Regions from separate parts of the Larimichthys crocea genome. Here region 1 is linked to region 2. A link is a contact called in public Hi-C data. All regions are on one chromosome and are shown on one strand. The core of a region is the stretch at or near the end of the contact, and the rest is flanking DNA. Distances in the headings are between cores, read along the strand shown. Region 1 holds the start of angel2 (angel homolog 2 (Drosophila)). Region 2 holds the start of galnt14 (UDP-N-acetyl-alpha-D-galactosamine:polypeptide N-acetylgalactosaminyltransferase 14 (GalNAc-T14)).

Region 1 (4,321 bases), core at 738-3,237, 140 kb before region 2:
GAAGCAGCAGATGAAGAAGATCGAGCACGTCTTATGTTCACAGAGTGTTAGACACTTTAGGTGAATCCATAAACGCTGTAATATGTTTTTATTGTGTCTGCTAACTCTGCTGCAGAACATCAAATGTAATCGTTTATGTTTCATACTGAACATGATCCCATTAAAGAAATGAATGAATGAAACTTCACTTCCCAGAGACAAAGAGACAAAGTGACAAAAAGACAAAGTGACAAAAAGACAAAGTGACAGAGAGACAAAGTGACAAAAAGACAAAGTGACAGAGAGACAAAGTGACAGAGAGACAAAGTGACAAACTGACAAAAAGACAAAGTGACAGAGAGACAAAGTGACAGAGAGACAAAGTGAAAAAAGAGACAAAGTGACAAAAAGACAAAGTGACAAAAAGACAAAGAGACAAAGTGACAGAGAGACAAAGTGACAAAGAGAGAAAAAGACAAAGAGACAAAGTGACAAAAAGACAAAGTGACAGAGAGACAAAGTGACAGAGAGACAAAGTGACAAAGAGACAAAGTGACAGAGAGACAAAGTGACAATCTGTCACTGCTGCTTTCAGTCTCACTGAAACAGATCCAGACTAAAAAACATCAAGAGACTCTTAAAAACACTAAAAACACAGTTTAACGTTTGTGGAAGCTTCATTTAGATTAAAAAATACAAAACAAAACAAATAAAGAAGCTACATTAGCTGCTAAACATTAAACATTTAAAACATTTAAGACCAAAACTTTACACACACGAAGCCAAGAACAAGATGACAACATGATAAATATCATAATAAATAAATAAATATCATAATAAATAACGTGAGAAACAGAAATAACAGTAATAAACAGAAGAGACAGACACACGTTAGCTCTGTTAGCTCCTGTAAATCAGCTGATCTCTTCTTATTATCGTTTAAACTTCGATCAGCTGACTCACAGTGACTTACTTCTGTCCGGGGATGAAGGACTCATCGTTCACGTGTGAGCTCGAACACGAACAAACATCATTAAATCAGATTTTAACAGGTTTTTTCAGGTTTTGTCGAAATGTTTGAGGCGGTTTGAGCAACAACAAACTGCAGGCAACCGTGCTGCCTTCACGTACTCAACCAAAGCTCGTATTTCCCAACTCTACACCAAAGAAAGGTGCTTCAAACTGTAAACCACACACCTGCAGTTTAATGTTTATAGTATTAGTTACAGTATTATTTTAAATAACAGCGTGTGAGACTTGGACAGAGTGAAGAAGAGGAGGAACATGTTAGATACACAGCGAAGTTCATGATAAACGGCGCTAATGTTTGTTTATTCCCGCGCTGGACAGCCTGCTACTGCTAAAAACAACAAAAACAACAAAAACAAAAACACATCCGGTCCCACGTTTTGTTATTTTATTGTGAAATCAAAAAGAAATGTCGATTTTTATTGATTTATCGATTATAATCGAGATAATCGTAATAATTCCAACATTTACGTGAGCGCTTAAACGCAACACGTCGCCTCGCTTCTCCCGCTCCTCCCGCTGGGAGTTGTAGTCTTTACGGGCCTGTTACCTCAAGAGACGATGCAGTGAGCGAACTACAGTGACGCTAGTGCGGCGGGGAAAGAGGTCCGACTGGAAACGTGGCTGCTGACTAGATATAAAAAAATATATTTTTTAATCGAGAGATTTGTCACGTTCTTACAGATAAACACGCAGCGTCATTAATTAATAATTAATCGGTTTAATTGAACAACATAACAGGTTGGATTAAACACGAGTATCGACACGTTTTATCGGAGCTGTGGAAAGAATAAAAAGGTCATTGTACTCACGTGAACAGCCTCTCGGTAAAGACTGACAGCCGGTGTCGGTACAGACCGGTGATGTCAGATTCTTCTAATAATAATAATCGATACGTTTAAAGCGGATCGATTATTCCCTGTGTGGTTAAAGAGGAGCAGCGTGTGTGTGTGTGTGCAGCGCCTCTCAGCATAAACAATGACACACACACACACACACACACACACACACACACACACCTCTCTCTCTTTTCTTAATTGTTTGTTTTAATCTTTATTATCTTAATAAAATGTGCTCATTTGCATACACCTCCTCAAACGTCTTGTTTTTTTGTGTTGACATATTAAAGGTTAAATGTTTTTACAGAGAATTTATTTTTATCAAAAATTTCAGCAGCCATTAAAAAACAACAACATGTTTTTATGAATCAAATGTATAAATCAGAAACAAACCTTCAGGTCATAGACAGACTTGTAGGTTTGTGACTCGTGCTAAATAGAAAAAAATCTATTTTTCATCACGTGCACTAGACTGTGTGTGTCTGACTTCACAGCCGTGTGAGTTATTCTACAATATCACAACACAAAGGAGACAAATCCATATTTATATCTTGACTTTTAGTTTATTGATTTCAGAAAAACGTGTGTGTGTGTGTGTTATAAAACTTTTGTTTCAGGAGTCGGACAGGATAGAAAATGATGCCGTGGAAGAAGAAACACAGACTCCATCTTCTGAAAAACTCACTGATGATGTTGGGAAGTTTAGAGACTTTGAACTTTTTTAGCTGTGCAGTTATTCTGAGTTTGTTTTGACTCTGTTGGAATTTGAAAAACCAAAGTAGACCGTCACATGACCAGAGGGTCACACAGCAGCTGCAGTGTGTCCTGTGTGTGTGTGTCCTGTGTGTGTCCTGTGTGTGTGTGTCCTGTGTGTGTCCTGTGTGTGTGTGTCCTGTGTGTGTGTGTCCTGTGTGTGTGTCCTGTGTGTGTGTGTCCTGTCAAGGTGCTCAGAAACAACAGAATGTGTGAATCCTCCAAACCTGCAATAGAAACATGAAAGATGCCAGCAAGCGTCACGAGGCTGATGGACTGACTGAGTTTGAAGTGAACGTGGACGAAGAAGAACAACCAGAACTCTCACATGCACGGCAGCTCTTCACAGGGCGTGCAGTGTGAAGCAGCTGATCCACCCCCAAAACATCCGACTGGATTGTTGGACTTATTGGACTGGAGACGTGCTGCAAACATGCTGAGCGTCTCTGTGTGCAGCTGTAGCCCTTTTCTGTCTGTGTTTCTACAAATCTACAAAACTCCGGGCTCCTCACAAACTATTAATATATACACCCTTCTTCTTCTGCGATCAGTTGCTAGTCAAGTATGAAGTATAGTCAAAAGTTTTACGGGAAAATAAAAGCTTGTATAATCAACGTACAGCAAACTAAATGTCTGATGCCCTTTGCAAACTTCAGATCATTTTAAGAGCTTTACAGAAGGAATCAGAGCAAAGACTGGATCTTTGTTTGGTGCAGAGTGATCGGGAGGTTTGACTGCAGAATGAAATGTTCAGATTTGTGTTTTTTACCGTGACAGGTCAGAGGTTGGTCAGCTGGGTTCAAACTCAGTGTAAATCAGGATTATGTGCTTTTTATCAAGTCATAGGTAACGAGTCTTGAACTTTAGAGACAAAACAGATTCTGTTCATGCAAAAAAAACAACGTGTCTGTTTCTAAGAAGCTTTGATCTGGAGAGTTCCTGGCTGGATCTCGACCATCCTGGATGTTTCTACTACAGTAAAGACAGCAATGTTTCACCAAGTAAAGTAGAAGCTCGGGTTGTGCTTGGTTTTAATTCCCACATTCTTGAAAACAGACACTTTCATTGCAAAAGATTACAAGACACATTCTTTGATATTTTTTTTTTTCCTCAAGCAAAAGTTTGTGTCCAGCTCAAATCTTGGACAGGCCGGGTTTTAAGGTGCACTTGGTTCGACTCCAAACAGCCTCAAACGTTTAATCGGACGTTTCCGATGCGTCTCTTCCTTTAGCAATGTTTCTTCTCACGTCTGAAAGTCTTTAGAAGCGTCGGGCTGCTCTCAGCGCAGCTCCACACGACGTGCTCATGCATCTTCACTGTGTCACAGCAGCTCTCTGCCCGGGTCTCTGAGGCTGTGAACGGGTGACGGGGCAGGTTTTTATTTCTTATTCTTTGGGGGGAGGTGACAGGTCACAGGGTTAGAGGTCAGGAGAAGGGGACCTCCCACCTTTGTGTGTACGCGCTCAGTTCACAGGGGCTGATGACCAGCATTCGAGCTGAGTCCATCCCGTCCAGAGCCATCTCCGAGTCCAGGCAGAACCGAGACACCAGGTGCTCCAAGTGAGTCCCCGACTTCTGCCACCGCTGGAGGAGAGGAACCACAAAGAGACGTGAGACAGAGAGGACATCACACGCTGACTCATGACATCACACACTGACTCATGACATCACACGCTGACTCATGACATCACACACTGACTCATGACATCACACGCTGAGTC
Region 2 (3,800 bases), core at 568-3,067:
GCAATTAAATATAATGATTTCTCTAGATGAGGAGAAAACGAGCTTTATTATAACTTGATAACAATCTGAACAGCACTACAAGGGTAGTAAAATAAAAGAACTTAAACTTGTAGCTTCACCTCGACAATCAGCATTACAACTGGAAAAAAGTTCATATTTTATGATGATGTCATGACGATTCTTCTCATGTGAATACTGCATATTTCATAATACATAACTATATCACCCATAACTTTACAGAACAGCCTTATAAATCTAATGTGTTTGTTCCATTTCAGGTTGCTCCTCGCTGCTCACTGGTGTATAGGCAAGTCCCAGACGTTGCTGGCTGGAGCCGGAGCTGTCGGTTGAAGCTGAGCTTGCCTGAATACATCTTTTTCACATCAGCCACTTTGACATGAAATATTAGGGTCAACACAGGTGTTACCAGTGATATTAATTAAGGTCCATTTATTGCAGAGACTGACTCTGTTTGACCTGAATGGAACTGAACCTTAATCCTAGAACGCGTTAAAATTAGTAACACCATCACTAACGTCGGGTGTATTTTACCCGATATAATACAGTTTTCATCAATTTATGTAAAAGTACAACACTGTATGGCAAACTGTAGTACTCTTCTTTAATTTCCAAATATACAATATCACATAAAATAAAAAATAAAAAACGAGAAATTTCCTAACAAAAAAAGTAATGGAGCTGGGAACTTGTTCTTCTGTCTTTGGTACTTTGGTCCACCCATTCCTGGGACATGTGAGCTTGTCTGGTGAAGGCACAGTCTTTCTGCATCACTGACAGACTCTTTATCACTAACGTCAGGTCAAAATCACCTGAACGCATGCCTCTTGGAAAAAAAAAACATAGATGGGAGGAGGTAAACAAACCATTAATGACATCAGTGAGCAGCCTGAAGCTACCTAAGGACCCATGCAACGTTAGTGTTCTAGGGTTAATTAGTATCACTGGTAACACCTGTGTTAACTGTGAAAAAAGGTTTTTCAATTTTTTCTCTCCAACACCTTAAAATAATAATTAACAAAAAAATTTAATTAAATAAACCGGGCTTATTTCAGTTAGTCTCGACTCATTTTCACTTAATTTGGTGCCTTTTAATATATATAGTTTTTTTATATATATTTTTTTTTGTTCTTAATAGATAGCTAAGTGTTTACATATGTTGTTTTTGTGTTTGTACACTGGAGTATAGTAACAAAAAATAATTTCCCCCTGGGATTATTAAAGTATTTCTGATTCTGATTCTGATTCTGAATTCAGTCAGGCTCGGTTGCTATGGCAACTTAAATTGGGGGGGGAAACTACTAACTAACTGTCTAGTCCAGGGCAGGCTGATAATAAAATAAATTGAATTTATGACATAACTGGTGTTGTATTTGTAACATTTCACCTTTAAGATGTTTAGAGGACACTGTGTTAACTAAAAAAATATAGTTTTAAAGGGGTTTAATAATATAACCAGCTAGCACGTTAAGCTAAACTCTAACGTCTCTTACACCACTTTAGCGCCTTTTTAAAGTTTAAAAAAACGTTGCTTATTAATAAAAGTGGTAATTTAAGAACACAAAGAACAAAAAAGAAAACATTTTCTCAGCTTCCCCGGACACACTTACTCGTTCGTTGTTGGTCAAAACGTCGAACAGACACGTTAAAAATACCGCGGACGAACTTTTGTCGAACTCTCCCTAACGGCTTTATTCGAATTTAGACGTTTGGCCCCGCCCACTGTTGCTATGGTTTCCAATGAGTGGAAACCATGGCAACAGCAGCTGACTAACTCACTGTCTTCTGACTGTGTTACCTGGTCTTCAGGTTGAGGTAGCTCCTTTCCACAGTCAAGTATGGATGGAAGAACCTCCCAGCATTGTTAGCACCTCCAGACAACAGAGCACAAAGTACTCAAATACAGTAATTTTAAGTATTGAGATATTGTAGTACTTTAGGATTTCCATTTTCTGCTATGTAAATACAAGCAAAATATTTCAAATAGAAATACTGTACTTTTTTTTACTCCACCACAATTATCTAACAGCTTTCAGATTACAGAACATTGTTTACTTATAATTATTATTAGCAAGTATAATCTGATAGCACTGACAGGGGCATAATGAGTACTTTTATTTTGGATACTTATGTACTTCAATAAAAGTACTTGTAATGGAGTGTTTCAACGGAGCAGTACTGCTATTTTTACTCAAGTAAAAGATCTGAATACTTCTGTGTTGAATTTCATATCATATATCTATATTAATATTTTCATACATCACACTGTTAAACACAGGAAACCACAGCTGACCAATCCATGGTGCTATCATTCATACATTTACTTGCTCTTGAATTTAGCACCACATTACGTGGTGCTCATAGATACTACAATAATGTATCTCTGGATGACTATAATTAATTATTTTGTATTGTGTTATGTATCAAGCAGTTTTATGTACGCATTTTTAGAAGCTGCAATGAATAGGCTGGCTGTATATGAACATATACAGTATATGGTTTTAATATCAAAATGTAATGCAGAAAAAAAAAAACTATGGTAATCTATGCTCCTGACCTAAATAAGATTCAACTCTGCGTGACATTTTTGCTCATAATAACAAACTGATGGATATTATGGTATTTCTGTTCATGGTTTATTTTCACCCCTTTTCAAACAAATGTTAAAACACGTGGGGGAAAAAAAAAAAAACACAGATTAACACATACACACACACACACCACATCCTCTAATCCAGTTTATTTTCCTCAGCAGAAAATGGAACACGATAAAATTAAAAGGAGAAAATAGGACAGAATTATGTTCTTTCTTTTTTTTTTTTTTTTTTCTTTTTTTTTATACATTTAACTAAATATGCCACTCTATGCTAGGGTGTAAGTAACTCAAACTGATATAAGGTTAAATAAATTTTCTCTAAAAAGGTACAGAAAGATATTCCATTTCTTCCATTTCTCATTAGCACTCAAAAAAAAATAAAAAATAAAAACAGGAACACGTTTTTCAAAATATCAAAATAAGAACCAGCCAGGCTCCCTTTATCCTTCGCTGTGTTCTCATTAGAAAAGACGAGCGGGATGGGGAGAGGTGATGGAGAGGAGAAACAATAACTTGTGCATGAGGATTAGCATAGTTAAGTGGTGTCTGGTTACAAGGGCTCTCCACCAGAATCAACTTTTCTGATGTGAATTTGCAAAAATAAAAAAAACACAGACACTTTCTGATTTTCCTGCCATTCAAGGAAATCCACAGCTTCATGCTTCTTGAAAAAAACAGTAATATACAATTCAACGTCATCAAATTGCATCTCCTGTAACGCTGCAAGGTTCATTTTAATGGAGACTCCGTACCTGTATTGAACATGTCACAACTTCTAATGCACCGAAAACGTGCCAAACAGACGACGTAACTTTAAATTTGAAGAAAAAAAGTTGCAACGTCACAAACAAAAAAGTTGATTTGGGTAGAACACCCCCTTTAAGAAGAGGAAGGAGGAGAGGTGTGTAACTGAACAATATGCACAGCACAAAGTCCAAGCAGTCAGACTGTGTAGGCTGATTAAGAGCAGAGGGGGAAGGGGTGTCAGAGACAATGACAAACTATGACAAAAAAAACCTATGAGGAAAAAGGGGGAAACCACTCAATTTAAGGATTCACGTGTTATTTCTGCAGCCAAAAACCAGCTGAGACGCTGCAGACAGTTTGAATCTGTGACGTCAAGAGATGTGCAACCACCCCAGGGTCCGACCCGCTGGGGACCTCTCAGGTCATGTATCTTACCTCC

The links. A called contact is a pair of places that touch in the nucleus more often than the background predicts.
Region 1: a contact with region 2 is called in a Hi-C map of muscle, with 2.1 times the contacts expected there. The contact joins the promoter of angel2 here to the promoter of galnt14 in region 2. A contact is called at or near these places in 3 of 7 Hi-C or Micro-C datasets (all in muscle).

The regions. Positions count from the first base shown.
Region 1 is chrXI:21,573,734-21,578,054 of L_crocea_2.0, reverse strand. angel2 (angel homolog 2 (Drosophila)) reads right to left here and starts at 1,987. Exons shown (of 9, transcript XM_019259127.2): 1 at 1,821-1,987. It overlaps galnt14 (UDP-N-acetyl-alpha-D-galactosamine:polypeptide N-acetylgalactosaminyltransferase 14 (GalNAc-T14)), which reads right to left. Exons shown (of 16, transcript XM_027284512.1): 16 at 2,728-4,184. The coding sequence ends at 4,026.
Region 2 is chrXI:21,436,238-21,440,037 of L_crocea_2.0, reverse strand. galnt14 (UDP-N-acetyl-alpha-D-galactosamine:polypeptide N-acetylgalactosaminyltransferase 14 (GalNAc-T14)) reads right to left here and starts at 1,817. Exons shown (of 16, transcript XM_027284512.1): 1 at 1,629-1,817.